Regions from separate parts of the Mus musculus genome. Here region 2 is linked to region 1. A link is a contact called in public Hi-C data. All regions are on one chromosome and are shown on one strand. The core of a region is the stretch at or near the end of the contact, and the rest is flanking DNA. Distances in the headings are between cores, read along the strand shown. Region 1 overlaps Ralgps1 (Ral GEF with PH domain and SH3 binding motif 1). Region 2 overlaps Ralgps1 (Ral GEF with PH domain and SH3 binding motif 1).

What was found. Hi-C and Micro-C count contacts between places; a contact is called where the count stands out from the background.
Region 2: a contact with region 1 is called in a Hi-C map of Sertoli cells, with 2.2 times the contacts expected there. The contact joins two enhancer-like sites. A contact is called at or near these places in 4 of 39 promoter capture datasets (the 3T3-L1 cell line, the C10 cell line and the HPC-7 cell line), 3 of 15 datasets of contacts at CTCF or cohesin (large pre-B cells, pro-B cells and stem cell-derived epiblast-like cells), 61 of 484 Hi-C or Micro-C datasets (the 3T3-L1 cell line, 8-cell embryo, the AML12 cell line and 42 more), 13 of 115 datasets of contacts at active chromatin or transcription factors (the HPC-7 cell line, the NIH/3T3 cell line, Th17 cells and 7 more) and 1 of 9 other capture datasets (embryonic stem cells).

What each region holds. Positions count from the first base shown.
Region 1 is chr2:33,227,955-33,235,667 of GRCm38.p6, reverse strand. The region is part of intron 8 of Ralgps1 (Ral GEF with PH domain and SH3 binding motif 1); the gene reads left to right. It overlaps Angptl2 (angiopoietin-like 2), which reads right to left. Exons shown (of 5, transcript NM_011923.4): 2 at 6,636-7,493. The coding sequence starts at 7,452. Among named protein-coding and RNA genes, the nearest start is that of Angptl2, 16 kb to the right of the region's middle. Within about 2 kb of position 3,822, at least 14 of the 459 cell types and tissues checked have an H3K27ac peak or open chromatin away from gene starts, as enhancers often do. A contact at or near this core is called in Sertoli cells, where this site is marked.
Region 2 is chr2:33,342,695-33,350,407 of GRCm38.p6, reverse strand. All of the region lies in intron 1 of Ralgps1 (Ral GEF with PH domain and SH3 binding motif 1), which reads left to right. Among named protein-coding and RNA genes, the nearest start is that of Ralgps1, 25 kb to the left of the region's middle. Within about 2 kb of position 3,592, at least 79 of the 459 cell types and tissues checked have an H3K27ac peak or open chromatin away from gene starts, as enhancers often do. A contact at or near this core is called in Sertoli cells, where this site is marked.

The DNA.
Region 1 (7,713 bases), core at 2,573-5,072:
GTCCACAAATGCTTAGCAAGTGGCTGGTGCTCCTGTGGTCAGCCAGTCTATGGACACTTTGAGAGGAAGGGAGCAGCTTCATTGCTCTTCTTAAGGAACCTCTGTTGGCTTTCCCTGTTACCTTTTTATCTCTCACATGCTCACAAGGCTCTCTTTAGCCTCTGGTCTGCCATTTTACTCTGGAGCTGGACCGCAAGCCACTTGGCATGTAATTTGTGGCATTTTGGCCTTTTTCTCTGTCTGCAACAGGACATTTGCCTAGCACTGAGCCTGGTCTTTATGGTTTCCTGACAGTTGCTGACCATGGCTGAGAGCAGATTTGCAGGGCTTCAGCCCTGCAGGGCCTTGTCACCTCTAGAAAGCCTTTCCCATCTCCAGGACGTCTTCATCCTGCCTAGGCTTCTCAAAAGCCTTTGTATATATTCCTGTTGGAGTATAGCATGAGCGTCTGCTCCACATCTCAGAGAGCCTGTCACCAGGTAACCAGACATCTGCCTCCTAGGCCATTTCACCTTTTCCTCAGAGCCCCAGATTCAAAGGCAGCTTGGGCTCAGAGATCTGGCACTGGTGCTGACAGCTGACTCTGGCACCAGACTCCTCCCTTCATTGTCTTGTTACCACGCATCAGGGTTGTGTGAGGTCTGTCCCCAGCAGATGGCAGTGGGCTCTTGTGGGAGCAGGCACCTCTCAGGGCAGTGAGTCTGTGGTAAGCAGACAGGTAAAAGTCCTTCCCCAGTCCACCTGCCACCTGTGCATCTTCACATGAGCGTAGTAAGTTATAGCTCTCTCAGCTCGAGAACCTGAAAAGCAGAGGCCTCCATGGCAGATGGTCATCTGTATCCAAAGCAAACCTTAAAACAAAATCATTTCTGTGGGAATGTCTGTAGCAGACCGTGTGCAGTGGAGGCCCTGAGTGTCAGAGTAGTACCACGTGCTGGCCGTTGGTGGTCTTTTAGAAACTACCCCTAAGAAAATCACATAGGCCACTCAATCTCAACATAAAAGGAAAAGAAATTAATTACTGTCTTTGTCATTTAAAATAGTATTTGATTTTTCCTATCAATTTATTCTGTGTATACAAAATCTTAAAATATTGTATCTAAAGAGGTCAGGATGACTTAAGAAGAGAGCACGGGTGACACATGTGCTTGGGGTCAGCACTCCATCTCCTCTGAGATTCAGGTTTTGCCAAGGCACTCTGGACCCAGTCACCCCTGGGACACTGAAGTTGATGGGCAGTCAGGAAGGAACCCTCTCTGTGACCCATGAGCAGGTCTCTCAGCCCTCCTTAACAAGTGTCTGCCATTTCCTTCATCATATGCCTTGGCCGGCAAGCTTAGTGAGCGTGATGGTTTAGATACCAGCGGGACAGTACTAGCTAGCTAGTTCTGCTTTCTCTTTTCAAAAAGGAATTTGGCAGCCTGCTGTGACTGTACTGTAGAGGCAACCAAGTAAATTCACCACAGTGATTGATCCATCTGTGTAGCTACAAGTTGGCCACCGAAGCCCAGTCTCCAGGATTTTCTCGAATACTTCTGGCTTGCCAAATGCCAAACTATTGGGATTCCCATGCCCTGAGATGCCAGATGTCTAACTTCTAACAGCCACAAAGTTGATAGTTTATCTCCTGCAAATAGCCAGGGCCTTTAGCCACTGTCATCCTTGGAACGAGGCCTGAGGGGTGGAGGGATAGCTATGAGCCACACTCAAAGGCCCTTTGTGATCAATTCCACAGACCTCTGGGGGTGGGGTTGCAAGGAAGATGGCCCCGGAACCGCCTGCCTCTAGTGGCTTTTGTTTAGGAAGAAACTAACAAGGAATGTTCTTTGAAATGTCGGCCGTAATGGGTTTTGGAAATCTTAACTCATTTAAGAAAACATTTTAGGAAAAAGCAAGTATAGTACAGGGGAAAACACACACAGTCCAGAGGTGGAGACCAGGTGGCCTTCCCCTCAGTCTCCATGGCCCCAAAGGCTAAGTCAAAGTCAGAGCTAGCCAGTACCCCTCACCTGCAGCATCACTCCCCGCTCTGCCACCTTGGGACCAGTACCTTTTCTCTATAGTGATGTAAACCGAGTCGGTTTTAAGACATGCTGCTGTGCTGGGCAGCCATTGTCTGCTGTTCGTAGTTCCTGTCTCAGGGCAAGTGAGATCAAAGCACGGGGACATCTACCTAGGAAGTCCTAGTGGTCAGCTTCTCCAAGCCACGACTCTAGAGGCCTAGGATGAGAGGGTGGTTTGCACATGTGCACTGTGTTGTCCCTGAAGCAGTATGGCCCTGAGAAGGCATCATAGCACGGAGAGTAAACATGTAAGGAGAACATGACCTATGGCCCAGCTGTCTATGAAAGGCTAACATATAACCCCAGGGGTTTGTCCAAACCTACAGGAGCTAATGGCTGGGTCTGCCTGAAGCTTCCAAAGACCTGTGGCCTGGTCATCAAGTATAAATCCTGGGTTTTGAGGACTAAGGAAGAGTGGCTTGTCGTGCCTGGCATGGCAGTAGCTGCTGTGTCTGTGTGGCACTGTAAGGTCCCCACAAACCCCCACATATACACACATGAAACTGACAGAAGCCAGGCTGGTAGTGGCCAGTGCTAAGTCACATATTTCCCACACAGTGCTCAAGGTGTTCCCTGGCCTGGGGACTGTATGATTGTGCCTGAGTAACTTTAAACCCTGAGGATCCTGGGAAATACAAGTGCAGTGACCCGAGTCTGCTCTGCACCAAGAGGCCATGTGACAGGGAGGCCACTCCAGGGACCAAGGTATTTTAGTAGTTCTGTTTCATGACATTGGGGCTCCTCATTTGTCCCTGGAGAAACTCACTAATCAGAAGAGGCAATACATAGATGTATCTGAGTCTTTTGGAGTTTTTATTGTTGTAGGTGGGTTTTTTTGTTTTCTGTTTTAACTTTTTTGAGGGAGGGTTTCTCTGTGTAGCCCTGGCTGTTCTGGAACTCGCTCTATACATCAGGCTGGCCTTACAGAATCCGCCAGCCTCTGCCTCCCAAGTGCTGGGATTAAAGGCATGCACCATCCCCCCATTGGCTGCCTATTGGTTTTTAAAGACATCTGTCTAGGAAAGCCATGCTGTACTCCTGGTAGCTGGCAGCACTATGCTTCTTAGCCATCTCCACAGTGGGCCTTGTGACAGACTGGCGTGTGACGGTAGCTGCCTGGGGTGAGGTCAGAGTTCATCTGCCCTTTCCTGTGCTCCTTAGAGAATGCCCGCTGAAGCTGTCCTCTAACAGCTGCAGGACCGCATCCCTGTTAGGACCTCTAACAGCAGAGGGCCATGGGTGGGCTATTGGCTCAGGCAGCACTGTAGGCACCATCCAAACCAAATATTCCCTGTGTGACCAGCCCCGAGTGAAGTGGAACTTATGTGTGATGCCAGGGAGACGAGGCTAGGACCTACCTGGATCCTTCATCTTAGCTGTTAGCAGGTACCTCCTGGCCACGGCCAGCATGTCACTGTCTGACTATGGCTGGGAGCAAGTCATGAGGCCAGCTTCAGATAAGGGGCTGTGGCTGTCTTGGCCTTCTGGAGAAGGGCATGCTGATTCCTGAGCAGCCACAACAATGGAACAAAGGACTGATGGCTCTGAACTTACTAGAGGGAAGCCAAAGGCTGTGGCGGCCTGAGTGCAAGGTGTTTGATTGTAAAGGAGTTTCTGGCTGAGTGGCGGCAGCAAGCCAAGGCTCTTGCAGGAGAACACAGAGGGGTTTTGTCTTTCAGGACCAGACCTGCCTGAGCTGGAAGAGGGCTGATAATCACTGTCTGCCCATTGGTTGGATCAAGGCAGACCATCTTCTTTTTCATCTCAGATCAGTCCAAACCCAGGAAAGGTAGGGCCTTTCCATTGCCACCCTCCTCCCTGCTCTGCCTGCCCTTGTGAGGTAGACATGCAGAGTAAGAGAGAGACATTAGAGTACACACAGGTCATCTCATGCTTGGTGAGTGAGCATGGATACTCACGGGGACTGCCTTAGGTATAGCAGACTACAGGTGCCACAGCCTGTCCTGGGTTATAAATAGCTGTACCGGGGCCATTTGAGAGGCTAGGAGAAGGGCTATGCCCTTGGGGCTTTCTACAGACCCACTTCCATCAGGTGTCCCTCCTCCCAGGTTCACCTGCTAAACTTAGAAAGCCTTCAAGATGCAGGACAGAAGTGTCATCTCTGAGCCATTCATGCTGTCCAGCAGGGCGTGGTCATGCTACCTTAGTGATGCCACAGTCCTTCATCTGCCTTCCTGGTGGACACAAGCACACTATATACACTGTTCTATATAGTGTCCAGACAATGCTCATTGTATTCTTGGTATTTTGATATGCTGGCTTCATAAATTCTCACAGTGTTCAAGAAATTTGGGTCCTTCCAGAGAAATCTTGTCAAACCTGCTCTGTGGAATTTGAGGAATAGACATGATTGGAGGCAGGACAGATTCCAGATACCTTCACACACCCGCCACCTCCCCTCACTGGGTTCCTGGGGACCAGGGACCAGAGTTTTCACCGAGTCAGAGGAGGGCACAGGCAGTATTGGCAACCCCTGGTGACATCATTGCACATTGTGTTTTCATGACATCGTCCCGAGAAGCTGTAACTCTGTTCCTGTCTCCTCACGTGAAGGAAGTTAAGGCTCAGAAGAGTTTAAAACAAAACAGAACAAACAAACAACTGTTGCACATTTGGTTTTGATCTCCGTGTGTAGAGAACCTCAAGGATGACCTTGAACTTCGGCTCCTCCTGCCTCTGCCTCCTGAGTTCTCAGATTACAGACACACGGCATCGCACCTCAGTGCAGACACTGCCAGCTGAGCTGCACTTCAGCTGACTTAAATAACTTTCTCCAGAGCAAATAGGGAGGAGGAGGGACGGGCACGGCAGATCCAGGTGTTTATCCCCATTTTGTTCCCGCTCAGGAAATGTCCTGAGATGGCTGAGTTAGAAACCAGAGATCCCAAGTTGAAAGGAGGCCTGGGTGACTGTGACACCAGCCTTCATGTGGTGCCCAAGGGCAGTGTCACTCTGGGTATTCTGTCGGAACACAGAACGCACTCCACCCTGCCTTTGACCTCTGCTGCAAACCAGGTGTGGGTGCAGATGGCACTCTTATTAGGCACTGGACACAGAGCTGAAGACAGACTCTTCATGCCAGTCTCCTTGTTTTAAGATGCAAAGACCGTGATCAAAGGAGGCTCAGTTTACTGTGGGCCAGTGCCACACACACATTCTGCATTATTTCATAATAGAACTGTCAGCTGGGAACAGACTGAAATAAAGCCTACCCATAGACTTAGATGAGGAGCCCAGGAACAGGGTGACTTGGCTCCTGTCCAGACCTCGCCAATAGAAGGAGGAGGATTTCGATCCAGGATGGTCAACTCTGCACACCTGCTCTCCACCCACACCTAGTCCAGGTCTTTCTTCTAAGGTGCTATGGCATATGCTGTGTCATGTGCCTGGCTCCTCCTGCCCCCACTGGCCTATCCATTCTTGATCTGCCCACTGGTCACCCTCATACACACAGGTTCAACTCAGTACTGGTTTATTTTTTAAAGTGTGAAATAGGTACAAAGGATCTTTTCAGTAAAAATCTCTCCCTGTCAACAAAGACATTGGTACCCCATGCATAGTTTTAGTTAACTTTTTCAGAGATTTAGCACAGGTGGAAAACAACACTGCCTAGATAAAGGAGAAGCCCAGCTCCTGGAACTGGGCCTCTGGAGAGGACTCTTCCGGCCTGCTCCCCTACCCTGACGATTTGCCAGAGCCTTCACACACCTGCCACCTCCCCACACTGGGTTCCTGGAGGCTAGGGACCAGAGTTTCCACTAAGTCAGAGGAGGGCACAGGCAGTATTGGCAACCCCTGGTGACATCATTGCACATTGTGTTTTCATGACATCGTCCCGAGAAGCTGTAACTCTGTTCCATGTGTCTGAAGCAGGGGCCCAGCTCTACCTGAGCATCTTCAGGCTGTGAACAGGTTAGTCATCCTGTCCCTAAGGAGCTGCAGGACTAGTCAAGTGACCCTCATGAAAATCCCAGTGTAGTATCTTGGTTACACTTCCCAGGGTGTGCTCCCAAGGACCCCATTCTTCTATTACGGTGTCTTGAGAGTCTCATGACATGTGTGCTGAGAGTGTAAGGAAGCCTTATTGAAAACTAGGCAGCACCTAACTGAAGGAAACTTCCATCCAGTGCCCTAGTCCCCGAGAAGCATTAACTTTGGACTTTATAGCACTCTCCCACTAGCCTAGCGTTTATCATGTGACATTTTCAGACAGTTAGCTCTGGGCTTACACAGGCATGAGAGCCCACAGGTGAGACACCTAGCCACTAAGACAGGGCAGGTGCAAAACCTCAGAGTATCCAGGACTGTATTCTCTCCCCTCAGAGACCAGAGCTGACACCCATACCTTCTAGCTTCTGGGTTCTACCTTCTACCACCTTATTGGAGCAATGCCATCCCTTGCTCCCATCAACCCAACTCCACTGGATCCAGCAGCCACCCCAGAGGATTGCCAGAGGATTATACAACTTTCTTGAGACTCACATGCCCACATGTACCCCCAGGCTGAGGGGCTCAGAGGCGCATGGGAGCTGGACTCCCCAAAGGACTTACCTGATGGCTTATCAGTGGAAGATGGGAGACTGGTAAGGGCAGGCATGGTGGGCAAGGAGGGCGGCAGCACCTTCAGATTCTGGTCACTCTGGATCTCATTGGTGGAAATCTGGTTGATGATGCGGTTGTAGGTGGGTGGTTGGTAGACCCGAGGTGGAGCTGCTGGGGGTGGCTGGGGCATAGGCCTGGCTGCAGGTACGCGTTGGCAGTGCTCTTCGAGCTGAGCAATGACCTCTGATTGGTTGTGTGCCAGCATAGCCAGGTGCTGGAACTTGTGCTCCAGGTCCTTGTACTTGCTAGCCAGCTGCAGCATGTCAGCTGTCTGGTTCAGGATCCTGTTCTCCAGCTGGGAGAGCTCCAGCGCATTGTCTCGCTTTCGAATGATCTCATGTAGAAGTTGCATGTACAGCTGCGTGACTCTCGAGTTCATGTTGCGGCTCTCCTTGCGCAGCAGCTTCACCTCGCTCACGATGCCTCCGTCTACCTCTACCAGCTGCTGCAGCGTCTCGATCTGCCGCTTCTGCTTAAGCAGCTCATTGTTGAGCAGCTCCAGCTCCTGCTTGTGCACACGGTTCTCCAGGTGCACCTCAGGCTCCTTGGAGTTGACACAAATGGCACCTGTGACCCGCTGCTGGGGCACAATGAAAGTGTAGGTGCACTTGTCGGGGGACTCACCTGCCCGCTTGTACCTGTTGAGGTAAATGTACTCTCTCTGTGAACCATCCTCTGTGCCCTCAACGTCAGCCTCTGGGCCTGTAGCAGCTCCGACCGTGGCCAGCAGTCCAAGCCACCAGTAGGTCATACACAGTGGCCTCATGGTCCTTGCAGTGTGCTGGTTGGTCTTTATGAACTGAAAGCCTAAGAGTGGAGAGATAAGGTCAGTGACAGCCCCATCTGCCAGTGGCTTGTGCAAGGTAGGACGTTCCCCAAATACACGTTGCGGACGCTATGTCCCACTCTCCTGGAGTCAGAGAGAATGATTGTTGTTGAAATATTAATAGATAGTGGGGCCCTGCAGAGGTAGAGAGGAAAAGGGATCTGCCATACCCAGAGCCCAAGAATTGGCTCTGTAAGGGCA
Region 2 (7,713 bases), core at 2,343-4,842, 110 kb before region 1:
TTTCCTGTTTTAATTGAGAAGATAATGCACAGCCAAACCCAATAGACTGCCTAAACAAGTCTCTGCACGGGGTATGAAACCAGCTGTTAGCCATGGCTGCTACCCCATTTCTTTCATTCTTTTTGTGATAGTACTAACTTGTAGTTTCAGCCACTGTTGCATAGGGGATTCCTATTCCATGTGCCAAACTCAGGCTCAAAGAATACAGCTCCCAACCCCAGCAGATACAACTGAGCCTTTTATCCCACTCTCTGTGACAGAGCGACGTTGCCCCGATGCTTGCCTTGCCTGTGTTGAAGATCCTAGAAATGCAGCTCCCGTTTCCTCGCCTTGTCCCTCCTTTCATGTCCTAACCCCTTCCTGGGGTGTGTTCCAGCCTTTTCCATCAGCTTGCCATCATCCCTACACAGTAGGTCTCTGGTGTTTTAAGAAACTTGTAAGCATTTAACACACAGCTTCCAACACAGAGCTGCACTAGGCCCCATTGGTAGACTGAGCTGCATGCCCCACCTAGCTCCTCTGCTTCTGCCATTGTGTCAGGTACCCAGTGCTTCTGGTGGCCCTCTCCTGTGCCAAAATGGCTTTCTTCCATAGGGACAGTTGGGCATGGGTTGGCTGTGTGTGGCTCCTCCTTGCAGCCTGAAGATTTAACACCCAGACAAGCATAAAACCCTCTTCTGTTGATCTCTGTTTCCCTTCTAGAGGCCCTAGCAGCTACATGCCACTCCAGGTTCTGGCCTCACGCTGGGCACCCCCACATTCTGAGGAACCTGTGTCCCGAGGCCTGGCATTCCTGTATGAGTCTCCCAGACTCCCTGCTAATGGCCTGGGCTCTGGCTCTGTACTGCCAGCCCTCTCTCTCCACCTCAGTCCAGTGGTGAACTGCCAACTGTTGTCAGTTACAATGAGTTAATTTATAAAAATAAGTGAGTCATTAGACACATATGATTTAAAATTCAAGCCAGCTAAACAAATTCCACCCTGACTCTGACATCCTAGTCCCTCATTGTCACCGCTCAGAGGGCAGACATAGCTTCATACTATTGTACACCTTGGTGAATCTGACTTGGCACTGTTGGAATACCAGTATTTATTTAAACAACTGGCCACCAGGTGGCACCAAATTGCCACACAGAGCTCCAGCCTCCCTACCCAGAGGCTGTCTTTAATCCAGTGAGCTGCCTTTCAAGTGTGCAACTACTTTTACCCCTAGGTGCTGTGTTGCTCCAAGTGTTTTCCATACCTACTATAAATAGACAGCATTGAAGTATACAAAACGGTAGACATTTAAGTGCACCTGGAGTTTCTTTGGGAGGCAGGGCTGTTAGTTTGTGTAGCAGGTTTTCTGTATGTCTTCATCATGTGTGTGCATGTGTTGTTAGCAGCCTCAAGCATGTGTTTGTGTAAGCACTTTCTTAGTGAGATGTGCCAACTGGAAGCCAGTTCTCCCTGCCCTGCTCATGGGCCTCTCTAGTTCTCCTCTTTATCTAGTATCACTTGCTGACAAGCCGTGTATTTACTGAATGCCTTATTTGCTGTTTACTGAGGGGTTTCCGGCTTCTTGCTTGCTGCTTTGTCCCTGGAATCCAGGATAGTACCTGGTACAAATAGGACTTTGGGCAAACATTTGTTGGCTGGATGAGTGTGCTGATGTGAGCAGGCGCCTGAGCTGTGGGCATCTTTCATTGTCTGTAAGTCCTGATGTCTTGATTGTCTGATGCAGTGTAATGGGGCACAGAAGCGCATGTGTGGGTTGGAGTCTGTGGCTTCCTGGTGCAGGCCTGGTGGCCTGTCCTGATGGTCCCTGCCATGCTGAGTGCAGCCATGGCCTCGTGCTGTGCTTTCAGCTCTTGTGGGTCTTCATGTTTCCAGGCTTGAAGGTGCCGTGTCTGCCAGGAGTCCAGCCAGGGGACTTTCCACATCAGAGATGCTCAGTCATCACCTGCCACGTGATCCCACAAACCTTTTCCTGGCATTACTGGCTGCCTTTGGTCTTTCCATGTTCCCTTTCTATCCTGAAGTTAAGCTTGTTAACATTTAAATCTGCCAGGTGGGCCATGGATGGGTGACTCAGTAGCCAAAGATCTGCCTAGTATGTGGCAGAACCCAGGTTCCATCCCCAACACTACAGGAAGCTAGTCAGAGCACGCACACACCCATGCTGGCCGCTGGTTTCCTTGGCTTCCTGACATTATTGTGACCCTGAGGGAGAGCTGCTTTCTTCTAAGACTAAAAACACAAATCTGTTTTTCCTCAAATGTTTTAATTTGGGGGGGGGTCTGTTTAACTATTCCCTTTTGCTGAGCATTTATTCTTTTTGTTTGTTTGTTTTTGCTTTTTTGTTGTTGGTTTTTGAGAGAGGGTTTCTCAGGCGGTTCTAGAACTCACCCTGTAGACCAGGCTGGCCTTGAACTCAGAGAGATCCAGCTCTGCCTCTCAGATGCTTGTATAGAGGGGAGAATTGATGAATTTATGTTATTGTCTCAAAGGGAGTTAAAGCTTAAAAGGAAGATTTAAACGTATTTTTATTTTATGTGTACTGGTGTTTTGCCTGCATGAATGTGTGTACTGAGTGCATGCACTACTTGTGGAGGCCAGAAGAGGGCGACAGATCCTTCGGGACTGGAGTTGCAGATGGTTGGGGGCCACCACATGGGTGCTGGCAGGTGTGTGTGTGTGTGTGTGTGTGTGTGTGTGTGTGTGTGTGTGTGTGTGATGGGTCCACTGCAAGAGCAGTGAGTACTTTTAACCAAGGGGCCATCTTCAGCCCCTAGAACTCTTTAACAAAAACATTAAGTTTATTGATTCTGTGTGTGTTTGAGTGTGTATGTGTGTGGAGGTCAGAAGACAGTTTACAGAGGTCTTTACCATGTGGGTCCCAGGGACCAAACTCAGGTTGTCAGGCTTTGGTGGCGTGAGCCTTTGCCCCTGAGCCAAGCCCTTAAAACCTTTTAATGAGAGTTTATTGTTTTCTTCAGGTGACTTCTGCACATTTCTTTAAACTCCTTGCCCAGGTCTGCTCTGGTTTGAGCTGTTGTGTTTATTGCTGGATGCCGTTAGTGGAAAGGAACCGACTTTGAGGCTGGATGCCTGGCACCCAGAGTTCCTTCCCTCAAGCTAGTCCTGTTTGCTCATTCATGTCTTCCTTCCCCGGGTTTCAGGGCTGAAACCATTTCATTCATATTTTAAGTTTGTTTGTTTCTCCAGCAAAGTTTGGAGAGGAGAAAGCAAATATGGGGGTGCACTTCATGCAGTGGAGAGCAAACTCAGTTTATGGAGTGCTGTGAAAATGTCCCCTGTCCTCACACACTTGTGGACATTCACACCCCTCTCATCCCAACAGGGCCCTATAGCGTGTGGGATGGGGCTGCAAGAGCTTGGCGAGCTGGTTGAGCCCCTGCTTTAGCCTCTGTTCACAGGTGACAGACCCTGTGTGCCTCTGTCTGCCAGCTGCCCACTCGCCTCATCCTCTTGGCACAGTTCCTCTCCTCTTGGGGGCTGCCCAGCTACTTGTTACGAAGTTGGGGCCAAGGACAGTGCTTGTGGTGTTTGTTAATGAACGTGTGATTGCAGATCCACCACCTACCCCTACCCTCCTGGTTTCAAGAAGAGGAACTTGGTCTCAGGACTTGGAGGAGTGACTGAAGAGAACAAGAGCCTCATTGTGAACCAGGCCAGCACCAGGCATCCCAGCTCAGGGCTCTCTGGCTTTGTGTGTAGGATCGTGTACCCCTTTACTGTACACCTTGTCGTTTCTGAATCTTCATTGGCAAGGGTCACCGTGTGGAAGCAGGGACACAGTGGGGGACTGTTCAGGGGTCTTGGGTGGCTTGGGTTTTGGGAGGAGACTTGGCTACAGAGAAGCACAGAAGCATCTCTGCACCTGCCGGGCAGAGACTGTGACCCCTCTCCTTGAAGTAACATTGCTTGCTTAGTCCCAAGGCAGATGTTCTTTGAATCATTAAAATCAAGCATGTGATTGAGTGGAGAGGGGCCCAGAATACTAGACTCCTGATCTAGACACCCCACATCCTTAACAACGCAGAAGGGAATCTTCTTCCCAGACTTCTGAGCCATCTTCACAAAGATGGGTGTCTCACATCTCCTCACTTGCCTTTCCCAGAGCGCTCTCTAAAGCCCATTGGCCACAGCAGGTCTGACTCACTGTGGCCCTGCTGCAGGAGGGCCCATGCTTGTGACTTCTAAAATAGAGAGTACTGGAGGAGGGGCAGAAGCAGAGCAGGCTCAGGCTCCTCCCCATTGGTCTTCCACACAGCTTCTGTGCATGAGCCAGCAAAGAGTGGTGCTCCCAGTGCAGTGACCGTGACAGCACATCCCAGTTCACCCCTGGATGCGGCTCTTTCTCCCAACCTGTTTGGGATCCATTTTCATTCGTGCTTGCAACATTTGGAAGAAATCACACTCCTGTAATTGGGCAGGCTTGGTTGTATGCATTTTCTTTGAGACAGCCTCTACTGTCTTAGGAAAAAGTGATCATTCTGCTTTGCCCTTAGGGCCTGCTCATTGGCCTGCTCATCTCAGGCCGTCCTGTGCTTTCCTGAGCTGACAGTCTTGAGGAGCGCTTTGCCTGGGAAGAACCCAGGGCTGCATCTGGGCTTTTCCTTTCCCTCTCTGGGACTCCCCCCACCCCCAAAGAGCAGAGAAAGACGCGGGGTTGTTCTGTGGTTCTGATAACAGCTGCCACGCTCTTAAGGAATTACATCATGAGAACTGCTTTTACTCTTGCATTGTTTGGGTTTCCAGGAGGGTTGGCAGCAAGAGTGTGTTTGCCTGTGTATGCAGGAGACAGGGTGGGGAGGGCTGAGAGGTAGAGAGGTCGAGGGAGGGTGGGAAGAATGGGTTTTTGTGTGTACAGGCTGCTGTGCCCAGCCTAAGCAGCTGATACCACCTTCCCTATGGATACAGAGTTCAGATGTGAAAAGATGTGTCTGCACATAATAGTTGAATCCATCTCCCTCAGTCACTGTATTTACATCTGCAGAGTGGCGTCTTAGTATTGCTGTTGATGTGAAGAAGCATCAAGCCCATGGCAACTCTTAGAAGGAAAACATTTATTTGGGGCTGGCTTATAGTCCAGAGGTTTGGTCCATTATTGTCACGATGGGAAGCATGGTATCTGAAACCTCAAAGTCCACTGCCAGGGACACACCTCCTCCTAATAGTGCCACTCCCTATGAGCTAGGGGCCATCTTCATTCAGACTACCACAGAGGAGGTTTACAGAATGCATGCAAGTCCTGTCTCCAGAGTCCGGGACAAAGCCTCTGTGGCAGAGGCACTGAGGGCCAAGCTGTATTTGCTGTCCTTGGGTCTAGGGCTGGAATCCTGCACAGAGCAAGGGTTGGTGAACCCTTCACTTGTGATCGGACGAGGGGAGAGCAGAGGCAGGCACTGATGCTGTGGCCACACAGGCTCCTGTCCTGCTCGCTGGGCTTCCTCAGCACCTGTAAGATGGGAGGACACAGCTGAGGCAGTGAGAAGGAGCCTCTGCTGACTGTGCTCTGGGACCCAGTGCCCCATGCTGTGCTCGCACGCTTGAGGCCACCTCCCATCTCCTGACCCGGAAGACCCCTCCTCAGCTTCATACCAGCACTGTGGCTCTTCTTAGTGGCCCCATGTTGGCCCTTTTAATGCCCTACCTAGTTACACACTTCATCATGTGCAGGAAAACTGGACTGCCCCAGTCCTTCAGAATCCACGCATACATGCTGAGGACAAGGCTCAGAGATTGGTAGGACTTTCTGCTCTTCTCCTGGACCTGAGTTTAGTTCCCAGCCCTACAACTGCCTGTAACTCTAGCTCTAAGGGACTCAGTGCTATCTTCTAGCCTCTGAGAGTATATCAGCATATACACAGGATGCACATGCGTGTGCACACACACACACACACACACACACACACACACACACAAAATAAAATAGAAATGGAATTTGCTACCACTTGTTCACAACCTTGAATTAGAGGATTCCCAGTACCTCCAAGGAAAACCCCTAACCCCGCAAGCCCACCCGCACCCCTCCCCCACTGCTGCCTCTACTGCTCCATGCACTCCTCCCTGTAGCCTACGATGTCCTTCTGCTGTGTCCCAGCCTATCTGTCCACTGCTTCCCACCCAGTCCCAACCCAGGTACTCAGCAGCCTCAGGCCCTGTCCTGGATGGGAGAGTGTTGCTCCAACCGTTTTCTGCACATGGATAGATGAGAGCTGCTGTCCATCAGTGAGGCTATTTCTGTCATGTTGAGACATGCAGGAGGCAGACACAAACAAGCCTTTTGCCTTTCTAACGTCTGCCTTCCATGGAAAATATGATGGGCTACACAGGTAGACTGGGGCCAGGGGAAGGGGAAGACAGATGGGAGAATCCCATGCTTGGTTCCCTGGAGCCCGCTATGGGGAGCAACCTTCCCAGGAATGGAAGCCCACATTCTCACAAAGCACAGAGCACTGGCTAGTTGGTTGGTTTGTTTGTTTAATGTTTAAATTAATTGTTTGCCAGAGAGTGGTGGTGCACGCCTTTAATTCCAGTACTTGGTAGACAGGCAGACGAACCTCTAAGTTCAAGGGCAGCCAGGTCTACACAGAAAAACCCTGTCTTAAAAAACAAAACAGACAAACAAAAAAATAAAGCTAATTGTTTACATTGGAAAAGAGAATGGGAACTTGTGACTAGAAGCTTGTGAGGGAAGGACACAATGCTACAGTGAGTAATAACCCTGGCAGTGACATTACAGTAAGTAATAACAGCTGCCCTGCCCTGCATAAGTGCTTCACATGCCCTTCCCGTGCTGTGGTGGAAGCCTGTATCAGGCTCTGGCAGACTGTCCAGGATTTGACTCATGAGCCCTCAGTTTCCCAGAAATTCGAGTAGTTTCTACTGTCTGATGTGAGTGGTCTATACCTCCTGGGGCTCTTGTGGCAAAGATGTGCGTGATGCTTAGCCAGTGCTTCCCCCAGAATGGGTGCTGGTACTGGTGTGTAGAGAGCCCATCTGCAAAGGGGGCTGGAGAAGAAGGTGGGCCTGGCAGCATAATCCCCCACTTTAACATTGTGTATGTGTGTGTGTATGCACATGTGCTGTGGCATGCGTGTGGAGGTCAGAGGACAACTTGAAAAGAATCACTTGTCTGATTTTACAAAGTGGGTCCCAGGACTGAACTCTGGCCTGGAATAATTAGCACATGCCTCAGCCTGCTAAGCCATCTCCCTGGCCACGGCAGCATCCTTTGGAAGACTCAGGGAGCCACCAGGACAACCTGAGAGAGCTTCTGGTTTGGTCTGTACTCAGGATGGAGTCCGGGCCTGGTTGCCCCGAGGAGACACACAGTGCTTGGCACATGCAGATAGGAGCAACCTGTACCTCAGCCTTAAACTTGGAGCAGATTGGCTGGGCTGGTTTGAGGCAACCTAAGAGGCGTGGCCTTCAATTACTATGGCTGCCATCTTGAGCTGGTTTTCTTTTCATCTATTTTGGGGCCCCTATTCTGGAGCTCCTGTGCCCTTCGTGGGGTTCTGTCGAGGGGCCCTGTCTATTCTCTACCTGGGAGGGTTTTTTCTTGGTTCTGGGTCCCATCTCTTTCATAGTAACTAACATTCCCTTCTCAGTTTGTCATGTCACTCTGTCACTTCAAAGGGAATGGCCAGCAGGCCAGGTGAGGTCCTATCATGAAGCCCAGGGTGCCTCATACATTGCATT